Regions from separate parts of the Sus scrofa genome. Here region 2 is linked to region 1. A link is a contact called in public HiChIP or PLAC-seq data. All regions are on one chromosome and are shown on one strand. Each heading gives the region's core, a stretch centred on a gene start, on an enhancer-like site or on the middle of the called end of the contact. The rest is flanking DNA. Distances are from core to core; before and after follow the strand shown. Region 1 overlaps IGF2R (insulin like growth factor 2 receptor). Region 2 holds the start of IGF2R (insulin like growth factor 2 receptor).

Region 1 (7,352 bases), core at 2,245-4,744:
GACAGGGCACTGGCGCATTGCAGGCCTTGAGTGGTGTCTTACGGGCCCCCGGAGCCACGGCCACGCTGAAGGAGGAGCGCGTGGGAGCAGAGGCGGGATCCTACGCCCTCGGGGAGTGACAGCCCAGGTCCGGGTGCTCATCCCGGACCTGGCGGTGGGGTGGGGGCAAGGGACGCGGGGGAGATGGAGACGCGCGAGGCGGCTGCGGGCGGGGGCTCCTGCGTGGGGCACCCGGGGGCACACGCACCTGGTCTGTGTCCGTGGTCACCCGGACAGGACAGGCGGCCTCCGTGTTCCACAGGAAGCTGACCACACACTCCCAGCTGAGCGAAAATATGGGGTGGGTATTCTGGAGGGAAGCCCAGGATAACAGTCAGTGTGAGAAAACGGACCCGTTCCCACCGAAAGAACAGCAGCCTGATGCTAGACGGCGAAGGGCCACTGAGCCAGGGCTCGGCGTGCCGCATCCGACCCTAAGCCCCAGTGAGCTGCGTGCTGCGATGCTGTTAAACCGGCCTGAGGTCGTGCCCGCCGTGCACAGCTGCAGTGGGAGTCCAGGTCCATGCTTTAGAAACCCGTCCTCCACCCGGCGTGCAGAACACACGGGCCCGGCGCAAAGGCCACAGGGCCCGAGACCTCAGCCACATACGAAGAGGCAGAGCTGACACGGGGGCGGGGGGGGGAGGGGACAGAGGTGGAGAAGTGATCAGGAAGGGGTGCCAGGCGGCCCACGGGCGCTGCCCCTAACTCGGCTCCTGGATGTGGGTCTAGTTACACGGGTGTGTTCGATCTGTGGACGCTCAGCTGGTGGTCACTTCCAGTCTGTGCACTTCTCAGAGTGGGGTGTCAATATAACTGGGGTGTCGAGAAAAAAATGCCCATGCTTGTGCCACATGAGCTTCCGTGAAGGCACCGCCTCCACCACGGGCAATGGCGGTTCACGGGGAGGGTGTTGGGGTCTCCAGACAAGCAAGAGGGAGCAGTCAGCACTTCTCGGCTGCATTCTGTGTGCAGATGAGGAAACAGAGAAGCCGAGACACCTGCCCAGATGCACAGCACAGGCACAGGAAATGACTGTCACTCACAGCTCACCCACCCAGTGCCCTCCGATCTGGAAGCCTCCCACCCTCTCGGCCACAGCGTCACCAACAGGAAATGCCATCGCTTCAGCCTCACAATGTGGTTGTGCCAAGTTCCCGGACTGCAGATGGGCTAGGGGTGGGGGTGGGGGAAACCTCCCTTCACTCCATGCTCCCTGAACCCACGAAACGGGCCAGGCTCTGGGCCAACCCCAAGAGACACGGCAACGACGTGAAGTCACCCTGAAAACTGCAGGTCCCCATCCAGAGGATGTCGCAGGAAAGCAGAGTAAATGCGGGAACTTCGGGAACTGCCCAGTGCCTCCACAGCAAGGCAACACCAGAGGGGGCAGAGGGCGGGCAAGGCCCAGGCAGGGGACGCAGAGACGGGCCCAAGGGGCCAGGACTCCGTCCCGGGACACCCCGCCGGGGCTGAGCGCAGCCTGTGCTCACGTCTCCCTGGTGGGGCCCGTGCCTACACAGCCCAGGCCCCGCTCAGCCAGCTCACGTCTTCCTTCCTTGGCAGCGCCACCTTCTTGGGCTCCAAAGACCTTATCGCTTGGGAAAAACCCATGTGCCGGCAAAGGGCAGAGAGAACTTGGCGTCTTCGACTGACTAGGATATAAGTGACCAGCCCCTGCGCCCCGACCCCCGCCAGCCCACGTCAGCGGAGGGAGAGGGCGTGGGACAGACCTCGGAAATAATCTGATAATAAACATGAACTCCATTATCCCCGCTCTGGGCCTCGAGGAGTTTGGCGATTATTCAAAACACACATGACCCAGGGATAAATGTCAACCTTCAGGTAAAGAAGGCAATCAGGGCAGAATAACAAAGTTCTGGAAGTGGATACTGGGAATGGGAGCTCGACACGGGTCCACAGGCCCCATGCCGCTCAGCGTGCGCCGCAGGACGGCCAAGGGGTCGATCTTCGGTTGTAAAGCTTCAGCCACGTTCTTTTTAAACCAGTTCTTTCTGGCTCTCTCTTCTGGGCTGCCCTGGCGCAGGGAACCAGGGCCCACGCGCAACCCCCTTCCACTTCCCAGCCCTCGCCTTGCACGCCTGCTTCGCCAGCACGTCACACGCGCCTCCCCCATTGTTCTTCGCCCACGGCCGAGCTGCACGCGCCTTGGTTTCCTCATCTGCGAACTCTGAGGTTTGGCCCAAACCATCTCTAAGACCCGCTGTGCTGCAGGGACCCTGGGTCACCAGCTCACAAGAGCGAAGAAGGGGCAGGATGGTGTCTGTGTCACCCAGAGAGAAAAACTCGCGTCTACAGGACACCAACACACTGGGTGTGTCACCAATCGGCAGTAAGAGGTCAGGCTTGAACCTGAGAAAGAACAGACACAAAAGCACCACCGCCGCCGGGCCCCTGGCCTCTGCTTTTATACCACATGCCGACCTGAAGCAGGATGAAGAGCAAGCTCCCCCACCCTGGGAAGAGACTCAAAGGAACACGAAGCCACCAAGGTCCGGGGCGCCGAGCAGCGAGCGCCCTCCTTACCAGGCTGCCCCTGGAGCAGACGAGGTGGATCCGGGTGGTGTAGGTGGTCCGCCTCCCGTCGCTGGTGGTGCAGGCGGAGCCGTTCACGTACTCCAGGACAAGGCTGCCGCTGTTCTCCACCACGGGGCCCGCCTTCGCGACCCCCAAGTTGCTGATGGAGACGGTTTCGGAAAACGAACCCTGCAAACACGGGTGTCTGTGAGGTTTCCCCATGAAGAGAAGACCGCTTTCCTTCTGACACGGTGGGTGCGCATTGTCCACGCAGCTGTCGCCACAGATGAGCAAATGCGCAGCCACCCTTCCTGCGTGCGGGGGGGGCACAGCCCTCCACGTCCACGGGCTCTGCCTCTGCTGATGCAACCAACTTCAGCTCGAACTGCTCGGGGAAGAAATGACATAAAAGTTCCAAAAAGCAAAACTTGAATTTGCCTCCAGGGCCTGAGGCGTGGCGCTGACACTGTCTCAGGCTTTGTGAGTGGTCCAGAGAGGACATAAAGCGCGGGGGTGCCAAGGGGACACTGCAGGTGACGGGCTCGAGCAGCTGTGGACATGGTGTCCGCCAGGCCCTGGAGCCTATCCTGCCCTCCATTCCAAGGGACAACTTATTTCCCATAAATTATGACCTTAAACCCTCAAAATCCTGGTAGAGTCTATTCTCTTCACTTTACAAAAGGGCAAACAAGGTTCAGACACGCGCAGTGACCTATCCGAGGCCACGCGACTGACAGGCATCAGAGACGGGACTCAAACCACATCCTCTGGCCAGGAGCTTCTGACACTGCCGGCCCGTCCCTCGCGCCTCCATCGTCTGGCCATCTGGGTGGCAGAGCTGAGACTAGAGCACAAGTGAATGACTGTGAAAGCGCCCCAGGACTCATCCAGGGTTATAAATAACCATCAGCGAATAGACGAACTGGCAAACACAGACTCCAGCGGGCTTGGAGGCCGTTGCTCCAACAAAGAGCACACGCGCCAATGTGCACGAGCGCCTCCACGCTTAACCACCAGAGGGCGCTCGCCAGCTTCCTTTACAAGACCTCCAGCTGCCGGCTAACAGGCGCCAGGAAAAGTGCATTCCTGCCGCTCTATTTTTAAAGCGGCACACATACATCTTTATTTTAAGATGTGCCGTGTCTGAGGAGCACAAGCACACGTAGCAGAGCTCTGGCGGCACCTGCATTCCATCCAATGACGGTGCACAGCTCGCACCCTGGCCAGAGCGAAGGCCTGGACCGAGTGTGTGCACAGCAATCCTGCCGTGCAGCTGTCCCCCTAATCACTCAGAAGCCCAAGCTTTTGGAAGCACTAGCTCTTCCTTACAGATGTCTGCTGTTCAAAGACACCTCCTCCGCCGGGTCCTGTGAGCAGAGGTCACCACACCCAGGCTTTTTCACATTTTAAATCTGAACCAGGACTCAAATATGACCGCATCTATGGAGGGGAGGGGACTCAGATATGATCCCACTGAGGCCCCCTCCCCCTCAGAGGGCCTCCCGTCAGCAGCCAGGCCTGCGCAGACCTGGGAGCCCAGAAATAACCAGCTCTACCACCAAGTCACATGGGGCGGGGGGCAGACCCACCTGGTGGCTCTCATACTTCATCTGGCAGGCGGACGCGTACCGATCGCAGCCCGGCACCGGGTTCAGAGGCCGACACACGTTGATGTAGTACTTCCTCCACGTGCTGTGCGGGCCCGCGCTGTCCAGGGCGTACCAGTTCCCGCCACGACCGCCCTCAGATTTTGCAAGACTGAAATGTCCAAGCGAAACGTGAGCTTTGCAAGCTAAGAGGTTTCTGCCCGAGGATTCACTTCTAAGCACCCAGAGAAAGAGAAAGAAACACACCCCGCCCCTCAACGTATAGCAGCTGGCCTGGTGGGACTCACGGCACCACGGAAGGCAGCCCACCGCCGAGCTGGGACTGCCCTAGGCCCCAGCACCGCCGGGCGGCTTTTCAAATGATGCTGCTGAAGACAGGCTTGCTTTGCTGGGCAAAGACTGCTTGACCTCGCCAGGACTCCCGGGCCATCGTTAGAGTTCATTCTGGTCTAAAACATCCCACCTTGGTCCTGCACCCAGAACTGAGCTGACCCTGGTCATCAGCTCAGTCACCTGCTCACCAGCAGGGCCCAGTCGACCTCAGCCCTAACTGGACCGGGGCCCGGCTGACCCGCCTCACCTGGAGAGGTCGTACTGCTCCAGCGTGGACGGGTCGGTCACCACGCACTCCAGCGGCTCCTCGGGGCAGGCGTAGCTGGTGTACCACCGGAAGTTGTAGGTAGAGTTATCTTCTTCCTAATGGCCGGACAAGGACAGACGTGGGAGGGGTGCGAAGAGAAGGGAAATACAAGGTCAAAAGAGACGGCCGCTGTTCCAAATGAAAACTGCAGGGATGTCCCTTTACTCTGCCTGTTCATTTTATTAATAGGAAGATCGCCCAGCCACAGACCAAGATGGAAATCTAGCCTCTGTGAAGTGGGAAAAAGGGGTGGTTTTGATGGTTCTGTGTCCTGCTCCAAAACCAACAGGGGCCGTGGGCCACCATCAAGGGACGGTCCACTGCAGCCTCAGCTCGGAAAATGAACACTGTGTCCCCAGGCAAGTCTACGAGGATTAATAAAATCACAGGAGAGGCTGATCCGGCCAGAAAACAGGACTAACAGGCTCTGCCTCTACATACAGGGCCCACAACGGGCTCCTGAGCAAGCCCTGGGGAGCCAGACGAGCTGACAACTCACTTCCAGGGACCGTCCCAGCTCCGAGGTCACCCGCCTGGGAACCTCGTTTCCCTCCAGCAAAGCCACAAGCCCCATCGTAACCACTTTCTTCCCTGCCCCACCTTTAAACGGAGGCGTCTCCCTCTTCGCCCCTGTGGCCGCGTAGACGCGCACGCAGCGCGGTTCCCACCTGGTACTCAGGCAGGCCCACTCCAGCATCCCGATCACAGAGGAAGGTGATGAGCGTGGCTCGCGGAGTCCGCCGCTCGTTGTTATAGGGCGTGCCGTCGTGGTAGTTCAGCTGGATCATCCCGTCGTAGTAGGAAAGCTTGGCGTTACTGCGTCCCAGGTTCCAAGACTTCTTGTCACTAAACGAATAAGCGTCTCTGAGAAAAGATGCAGAGACCAGAGGCTCTGCGGTGCCGCGACGCTGTGATGCTGAAGGAAGGGTAACGGGCAGTGCAAGGGGCAGGGGTGCCCGGGACCCAGGGCCAGTCTGATGGCAGTGGCAGGGAGGAGGGCAGCCCCAGCCCCGACGCCGGACCCAAATCTGCTCTCAGCGCCGCTGGCACGATGCCCTTCATCTGAACTAAGGGCACACGGAGAGGAGAAACACATGCACAGAGCCGGAAGCGAGGCCCTGTGGAAATCCGGGCCTGTCCCGCGCCCTCTCTGGGCAGCTGAACCCCAACCTCTCCTCCGGGTTTCGGCCCAGGCCGTGGCAGTGTTTCCGCGTCAGGAAGCAAAGACGTCTGCAGACCACACACCGACTCGTTGGCACCAGACACCCAGGGGAACCTGGAGAGCGTTACTTGCCTTTTCGACACCTGGCAGGCGCCCGAGTCCGGCTGGCAGGCGCTCGCAGACACCGCGCCGCACACGTTAATATAAAACTCGTACTTCTCTGTCTCAACTTTGTAGGCACCATTTGTCTTAGTGAGAGGCGACAAGTCAAAAGAAAACCCTACGTGAGAATAAAAACCAGCCAAGGTCAGTCCGACCACAGCGAACAGAGCAGCCTCAGCTCACGGCCTCGAGGAGATGCTTCTCCCCAGGCCTGGCTGACAGCGAGAAGGTGACCTTCCAGAACTGCCGTCACTAGCACCCCCGCCCCCCGCCCCCCCTGCGACAGATCTGCCACCACCGTCCCCTCTCTAGCTGGTTAACCTAAAACCCTACTCAACCCCGGATGTCGCGGTCGAGTAACCGCCAGGGTGTTCAAAGTGGGACCACGACACAACGACTTTGCCACGTCTAAGGTGAGCTTCTTCCCTAGAAACACATGAGAAAAACCTTCTCGAACGTGACTTATTTTCCACATTCCTCAGGCTCTGCATTCAGCAAGCCGACCTGAACGCTGCATCTAAGAAAGGTTTTGCACTATCTCAAGCAAGCCTCGAGCCCCCAGCTTTTCAGAGTTTTTGGTCAAATGATATTGATATAATTCTAAAGCAGGCTACCCCTAAAATGCTGACAGAAAAATGTTTAAAAACAAAACAAAACGGGTAAAAGCACTTGCAGGTGAGGCTGCCCCACAGGGTGCTCGAACACACACCTGCCTGGGCATCAAAGACCGTGCAGTTGTCTCCCTCGGTCCTGGACAGCACACACGCGGCGGCTGTGTACCACTCAAACTCGTAGAAGCAGCCGTCGGCTCTGGAAGTTCTCAGCACTGGAGCACTCTCTAAGTCACCTGTCAGTGGGGAAGAAAGATCTATCACTGGCCCGGTCTGGGAGATCTCCCCTTGCTGTCCATCGCGACACAGGCCTTCCTCGAAAAGACGGTAAATCTCAAGCGACCTGACCTACCACCACCTAAGAGAATTACGAAGAGTAGCACAAACAAGATTCAAGGTCAGCAGAAGGAAGGAAGTAATAAAGATCAGAGAGGAAATCAGTACACTAGAAATTTTAGAACAAAGAGAAAGAAAAATCTAAAACGCAAGAGCTGGTTTGTTTGTTCCAAAGGACAAAACTGACCTCTGGCCAGGCTCACCAAGAGGAAAAGAGAGAGAACCGAAATACACAAAATGAAAAGGGAGAAATCTTA
Region 2 (6,670 bases), core at 2,492-4,991, 60 kb after region 1:
AACTGTTGAGTGAGCAATACTCACCGAGGGTGCTGCTGACACCTAAATAAAGGGTGGAAACCTACTACATTTACCAAGTATAATCCATGCACTACTTGGCCGAGCAGAGGGCCTTCTGATCACTTGCAGTGACTTGGCGTGGCCCGGCCTCTGCCCCCTCACCGCCTGCAGCAGTGGGTCCCTGCTGACCTTTGAACCCCAGCCAGCACAGCCTCCTCCAGGCCCCAGGCCTCTGAGCATGCCCGCCTCACTGACCTCCAAACTCAAGTGTCTGTGATGACACACCACCGCCCCAGCAACAGCTGAGGGATCGGGAATGACCAACTTCTCCCAGAGCACAGGGCGCACCGGCCCGCGGGACGCCTCAAGGACACACGCCCGAGGCCTGCCCGAGAACCAGGACTTACTTAAGAGCCTGAAGAGCCGCCCACGCCCTGGGAAGGTGGCCTTTGTCAGGTCACCCCACTCTCTCCCTCAGGCGGCTGCTGGGACGGCTACTCCACTGTTCCCTCCACCCTTTCCAAAAAACGAACTGCCCTGGGGGAGCACCCTGCCCCCTACCCTGACCCCAGGAGCATCAGAGCCACGCAAGTCCACTCAGGCACCTGCAGCAGGCCCCACTTCCCTCTGGGGGGCCCTAAGGGACACAGGTGCAAAGCACCCTCTTGGGCTGCGGGGAGCTGGGCTTGGGAGGAGAGGCCGCTTTCCCAGAACTCAGCGACCATGAGGAGGTACCACCAGAAGCTGGATGCGGTGTGGGCATCCCAAACGGGCAGCTGGAGGTGGAGGGGGGGCACCTACAAACTGCCCCGGGCACCAAAGCACCTCGAAAAGGAGAGTCTTCAATGGAAAAATGTGTTCCTCGCTACAAGCAACCAATTGACAAGCACTTGGCAGTGACCCTGTGTCTATGGGGACCGCCGCCACCGCCTCCGTCCACAAGCTGCACAAACAAACAGTAACAGCAGAAGTCTACTTCTCACACTCACTGTGAGACCTGGGGCACTCCTGACAGACAGACGCGCCCCGCGGTGGAATAACAGGCAACTGAACACATCCTGCTTTGGTGCTCCTTGGCCAAATTTTTCACACTGGATTCACAAAGATGTACGGTTCACGGTCCCGTTCAAATACGTGCTAGAGCCGAGGAACTTTAGCCAGTGTGACCTCATTCAAGTACATGTTTTTAACCAAAGTGAAGTCTTCAGTGTTTAAGCCAAGGTATCCATTTGAAATGGGAACAAACAGAACGTCGCCTTGCAGGGTTCAAAGGAGAGATTCTTAAATGTGGGTTCAGGAGATGTCTTGGGGCGAAGGCACAGAGCAGGAACGGGAGAGAGATGTGCCCAAGCCCAGCCAAAGGCACAGCCCCCTCGGAACACTGGCATGTGCTCAGTCGTGCCTGCACGTGACCATGAAAAGATGAATTTAAAGATACAATGGCCATTTCTTACTGGGCCAAGAGGCAGTGTTCCACCCGGAGATGAGGTCAGAAACCAGGTGCCAGGAGTTCGAGATGTGGTGCAGCGGAAACAAATCCGACTAGGAACCATGAGGTTGTGGGTTCAATCCCTGACTTCGATCAGCAGGTTAAGGATCCGGTGTTGCCGTGAGCTGTGGTGTAGGTCGCAGACGCGGCTCAGATCTGGCGTGGCTGCTGCGGCTGTGGTGTAGGCCGACAGCTGTAACTCTGATTCGACCCCCAGCCTGAGAACCTCCGTATGTCACAGGTGGGGCCCTAAAAAGCAAAAAAAAAAAAAAAAAAAAAAAAAAAAAAAAAAAAAGAAAGAAAGAAAAAGAGACCAGGTGCCAGCACGACCACCCTAATGCAAAAGTGAGGGTCCCTGGGAGTTCCCTAGCGGTTAGGACTGGGCGCTTTCGGCAGGCTGGGTTCAATTCCTGGTCTGGGAACTGAAATCCCACACCAAAGCCCCTACACACTGGGGCCAAGACACACACACACACACACAGACCCCCCCCCCCCAATGGCAGGCCCCTGCAGCAGCCACAGAGTAAAGGTCTGCTCTGGAGACCAACTGTAGCCTAACTATTAAGAAAGCAATTCCAATTTGCTACCACCACCCAGACTTCGAACTAGCCTCACTGAACTAATTTCTTAAGGATGCGTTTGGTCACAGCTGCCATTATTCCAAAACTTCCTCCTTTAAATGTGGCAGCCTGACCTCATGTCAGGTGCTGCCCTTTTCTCTGTGTAACTGGGGGCTGCGGTGAGTACCTCTGCATCACAGGGCAGCTAACTGCCCTATAAACTGATGGGCAGAACTGCTCCCTCCCCCTCCCCCTCCCCCCCAAACAGGGGCCTTTAGTTTCCATTCTGAGCTGGGTCTCACTCTCCTCAGGGTACTAAGTTCTCCATGGTCTGAACTCAAGTGTGCTAATAAACCCATCTCTGATAGAAATGAAGAATTAGACCCCCCAAATCCCACCACAAACTCAAAATTCAGCTCCTAGCGGGCTAAACTTGACGTCATTCGGCCAAAAAACTGACCAGTGCCAGGGGTAACTGTTGACTGTTTGTTAACTAGTCTTTCAGAACTTTTCACCCTGGTTTTTTTTTTTTTTTTTGAACCAAAGTTTAAAAAATAAATAAAACCTGGATTTTCCACCCTCCTCAATAGTCCAGAGAAGGTTGGTTCGAAAATTCTCGGAATTGGCCCTTCCCCAGCCCCAGGACTCCCAGCCATGGCAGGACACTAAGAGTCCTCATTGGGACGAGCGATTATACAATCATGGTTCCCAGAGCAAAAGGCTCCACTAGAATAATCCACCCGGAGACAATGACATCATGTGAGCAACTAGACAGGAAGTTAGGCTCGGAGAAGTGAAGGGTGAAGCCTTGAAAGCCAATACTGGACGATCGCCCTCCCATTCTCTGATCAAAAACAAAACAAAAATTTTTTTAAAAGTCCCCTTCTCCAAAAAAAGCTACTTTAAAGAGAAAATAGAAAACCCACACGGAGGAAATAAGTCAGTAAGTGAAACCAAAATCCCTCAACTCCATGGCCATCATGCGGGTGAGTCAATCCGCACTAAAGGGCCCCTCCAAAGCCCCGCTGCTGGAACTTGGAGGAAAACGTGGAGCGGGAACAAAGCGCAGCTGTAGTTCCTGCGTCCTCCCAACTTTCGCAGGCGCACCGAGGGGCGTGAGGGTGCCCGCAGTGTGTCACCCGGGCGGGTCGCGGCAGCCGGCTGTTCCTACACAAAGCCACTCCTGACTTAGTGACAGCCACAAGTGGCCTGGCGACGGACCCCGATCAGAGGCGGAACGCCCCTTCCCCCGCGCCCCCCCGCCCGCGCGCACGACCCCCGGTCTCTTATCCTGCCCCGCCGTGCGGGCAACTTTCCCTCGGGGACCAGAGGACTCAAGTCCGGGCCAGAAGCGACTCCAGGACCCCAGTCCCTCCCCGAGCGCCCCGGCCCCCAACCCCGCCCGCCGCGTGCCAGGGCACCGCGAGCGAAGCCTGAGCCCTGGAGGGCCACCCACCTGCACAGCTCGGGGAACTCGGTGCCCTGGGTCCCGGTGGCCCTCGGGGCCCAGACCAGTAGCAGCAGCTGCACCAGGAGCAGGGAGCGCAGCCGGTAGCCGGCTGGCGCGGGCCCCAGGTGGGCGCTCCGGCCGGCAGCGGCCCCCATCGCGCCGGGCCCGGGCTGCAAGGCGGGCGCAGGGCGAGCGGCGCGCGGCTGCCCGGGGCCTCGCCGGAGACGTGGTTGAGCCGCCAGGGCGGAGACGAAGAGGAACACAAGAAGAGCGGGAGCGGGGCGGGAGCCCGAGGGGCGCGCGGCTCGTCTGGGCTCGGCGGCGGCGGCGGCGGCGGCGGCCCCCGAGCCGGTCACGTGACCGCCGCCCGGCACCGCCCCCTCCCCCGCCCCGCTCACATGACTCCCTTGTTCAGGTGATCCCCGCCCGCCGGCTCCGCCCAGGCCCGGTCACGTGAGCGCGGCGCGCGCTGGGCAGGAAGCAGCCGGGCAGGGGCGCGGGCGCAGGTGCGGGGCCGAGGCCTGCGTCCCCGCCGCCGCCCCGCCGGGACCCGGCCCCAGCTTCAGTTTCTCCAGCGCGCACTCTGGGTCGCGGTGCGGGTGCTTTCCAACTTGGAGTCACTGCTGCTCACCCTTGACAGACAGGGAGGGGAAAATAGGGCTCAGAGTTAAGTGCCGTAAATGACACCGCAAAGCCGCGCTGCTCAGGATCCCTGACGAATGGGAGCCCACTTTTCTTGCCCTGCGCAGCCAAAGCGCGGAGCCCTGCGCGGGGCTTTCCAACCACTGCCCAGCAGAGCCTCTCAGCCTTCTGTGGCGGGTGTTAATTCCCAAGCGTGGGCTTTTCCGATAAGGAAGGCTGCACGAAAATAGGAACTTGAAATGTGAAGAAGGCAAAGGTCTAACTATCAAGCAAGTACCCCTCGATACAACTTTATTAATTTCTCTACTCAGCTGTTTTGTTAGACTCATGCTATGTGAATGAGTCTTAGCTAGACACAGTTGAAGTAAAAACGCAAATCTGAAAAGACGTGAACTCAAAAAGTTTACCTTGGAGTCCCTGTTGTGGCACAGTAGAAACGAATCCGACTAATATCCATGAGGATGCGGGTTCCATCCCTGGCCTTGCTCAGTGGATCTGGGATCGCAGGTTGCTGTGGCTGTGGCGTGGCTGGCAGCTGTATCTCCTATTCAACCCCTAGCCTGGAGACTTCCCTATGCCATGGGTATGGCCCTAAAAAGAACAAAAACAAAAACAAAAACCTTATACAGAATAATCGCGATGGTAACAGCTCACCTTTGTTTGCTGCTTACTCTATACTAGACACTGTGCTAGCACTTACCCAGCGTAAACCAGACGCTTTCCTATAAATGAGGACTGGGGAGGCACTGAGATGAGAAGTAACTTAACCAAAGCCATTGAGATGCCACAAAGCAGGAATTCAAACACATACAATGATAGCTAACATTTACTGAGCAGGTAATTCTGTGCCAAATACCATTCTGGTGATTTATCTTATTTAATCCTAACACAATCCTATAAGATTACAGGAGTATCTTTATAGCACCTATTTTAGAGATAAGGAAACTGAGGCATAGATTAAAACACGTGCAAATCACAGGGGCTAGTTAAGTGGAGAAGCCAGGGTTTAAGCCTAAACTAGACGGTCCCTGAGCCTGTGGCTTAGCCACATGCTATATTGCCAAAGAGGAATATGGCCCAAAAAAGGAACGTTGTTGGAGTGGCATCCTGAAAGTGTTCATATTTTGCAACTCCGGTGTTGCTATAATTGATCTCTGGCGAAGATCATCAGTGGAAGCTAAAACCATCGAGTGAAAAATAATTGCAAACCAGAATACTCACTTTGTTCCCAATTAAAAATACATATATTGGAGTTCTCTTCGTGCCTCAGTGGTTAACGAACCCCCCCCCCCCCACACACACACACACACACACACACACACACACACACACAACGGAAAGATCTGGTGGAACCTTAGTGATTAAAATTAGTATCACCAATATTTGGAAAAACTAACATTCTCTGCTTCCTAAAGTGATGCAATGAAAAATACTGCTAAAGGACCATATTTAAAAGACGGTATAATCATGACTCAGATACAAAAGTAAAGTGAGTATGTGTCAAAGCTATTACCTAACTCATGGCAGCGAGAATCTTTAACATGTTCCAGCTGGTTTGTTCCTAAGAGACTCCAAAGGCAATCAACGTGTAACACTGTACAGTCAGGACTGCTGATGTTACGTTGCCTAATAGATGGAAGATTAGACGATACCCTCAGGTCAAATGGATGTTGAAAGAACACAATTTGCATTTCTAAAGAAAAGAATCCTAGCCATTACCATTAGTATTCCACAGTTTATAGAGTTGTAAAATAGCTCAAAGACAATGAAAGGCACAAAACCCCATGGTATCAGATAACCCACAAAGTTGCATTATTCGGCAACTAGTTTTACAGTGATATTACCGAATACTTTTGCTCCATTTCAAAGTCTTTCACAATTTCCTCCTAGAGTACACACTATCATTCTTGCCAACATATTTAACCTAAATATAATAAAAACAAAACAATCAGGAGTTCCCTGGTGACTCAGTGGGTTAAGGGTAGGCGTTGTCACGGCTGTGGCTTGGGTTCAATCCCTGGCCCGGGAATTTTTGCATGCCGAAGGTGCATCTAAAAAATAAATACATAAAATTAAACCCAGATTGTGAAACATTCTGTAGGAAAACTGAACTGGACAGTTCAAAAATGTCTGTGCTTGGAGTTTCTGTTGTGGCACAGTGGGTTCCTGATCCGGCTTGTCTCTATGGAGGCACCGATTGGATCCCTGGCCTGGCGCAGGGTTGCTGCACCCCTGTTCAGGTTCCATCCCTGGCCCGGGAACTTCTGTATGCTGTGGGTGCAATAGAAAAATAAAAAATAAAAATAAAAGTGTCAGTGCTCTAAAAAACCTCCCCCCGGAGTTCCCGTTGTGGTGCAGCAGAAACGAATCCCACTAGTATCCATTAGGATGCAGGTTCGATCCCTGGCCTCACTCAGTGGGTCAGGGATCTGGTGTTGCCATGAGCTGTGGTGTAGGTCACAAATTCAGCTGGGATCCCGAGTTGCTGTCGCTCTGGTGTAGGCCAGCAGCTGTAGCTCCAATGTGACC

Evidence for each region. HiChIP or PLAC-seq counts read pairs in DNA pulled down with a chosen protein or histone mark.
Region 2: an H3K27ac HiChIP or PLAC-seq map of alveolar macrophages shows a contact between it and region 1. The contact joins the promoter of IGF2R here to the enhancer-like site in region 1. A contact is called at or near these places in 3 of 5 promoter capture datasets (fetal skeletal muscle and liver), 13 of 47 Hi-C or Micro-C datasets (adipose tissue, alveolar macrophages, blood and 8 more) and 2 of 2 datasets of contacts at active chromatin or transcription factors (alveolar macrophages and skeletal muscle).

Annotation. Positions count from the first base shown.
Region 1 is chr1:7,408,922-7,416,273 of Sscrofa11.1, forward strand. IGF2R (insulin like growth factor 2 receptor) reads right to left here. Exons shown (of 48, transcript NM_001244473.1): 14 at 6,858-6,995; 15 at 6,119-6,266; 16 at 5,493-5,670; 17 at 4,765-4,880; 18 at 4,167-4,335; 19 at 2,587-2,766; 20 at 248-349. Among named protein-coding and RNA genes, the nearest start is that of SLC22A1, 47 kb to the left of the region's middle. Within about 2 kb of position 3,495, at least 10 of the 83 cell types and tissues checked have an H3K27ac peak or open chromatin away from gene starts, as enhancers often do. A contact at or near this core is called in alveolar macrophages and skeletal muscle, where this site is marked.
Region 2 is chr1:7,468,739-7,475,408 of Sscrofa11.1, forward strand. It overlaps IGF2R (insulin like growth factor 2 receptor), which reads right to left and starts at 3,742. Exons shown (of 48, transcript NM_001244473.1): 1 at 3,506-3,742. The coding sequence starts at 3,654.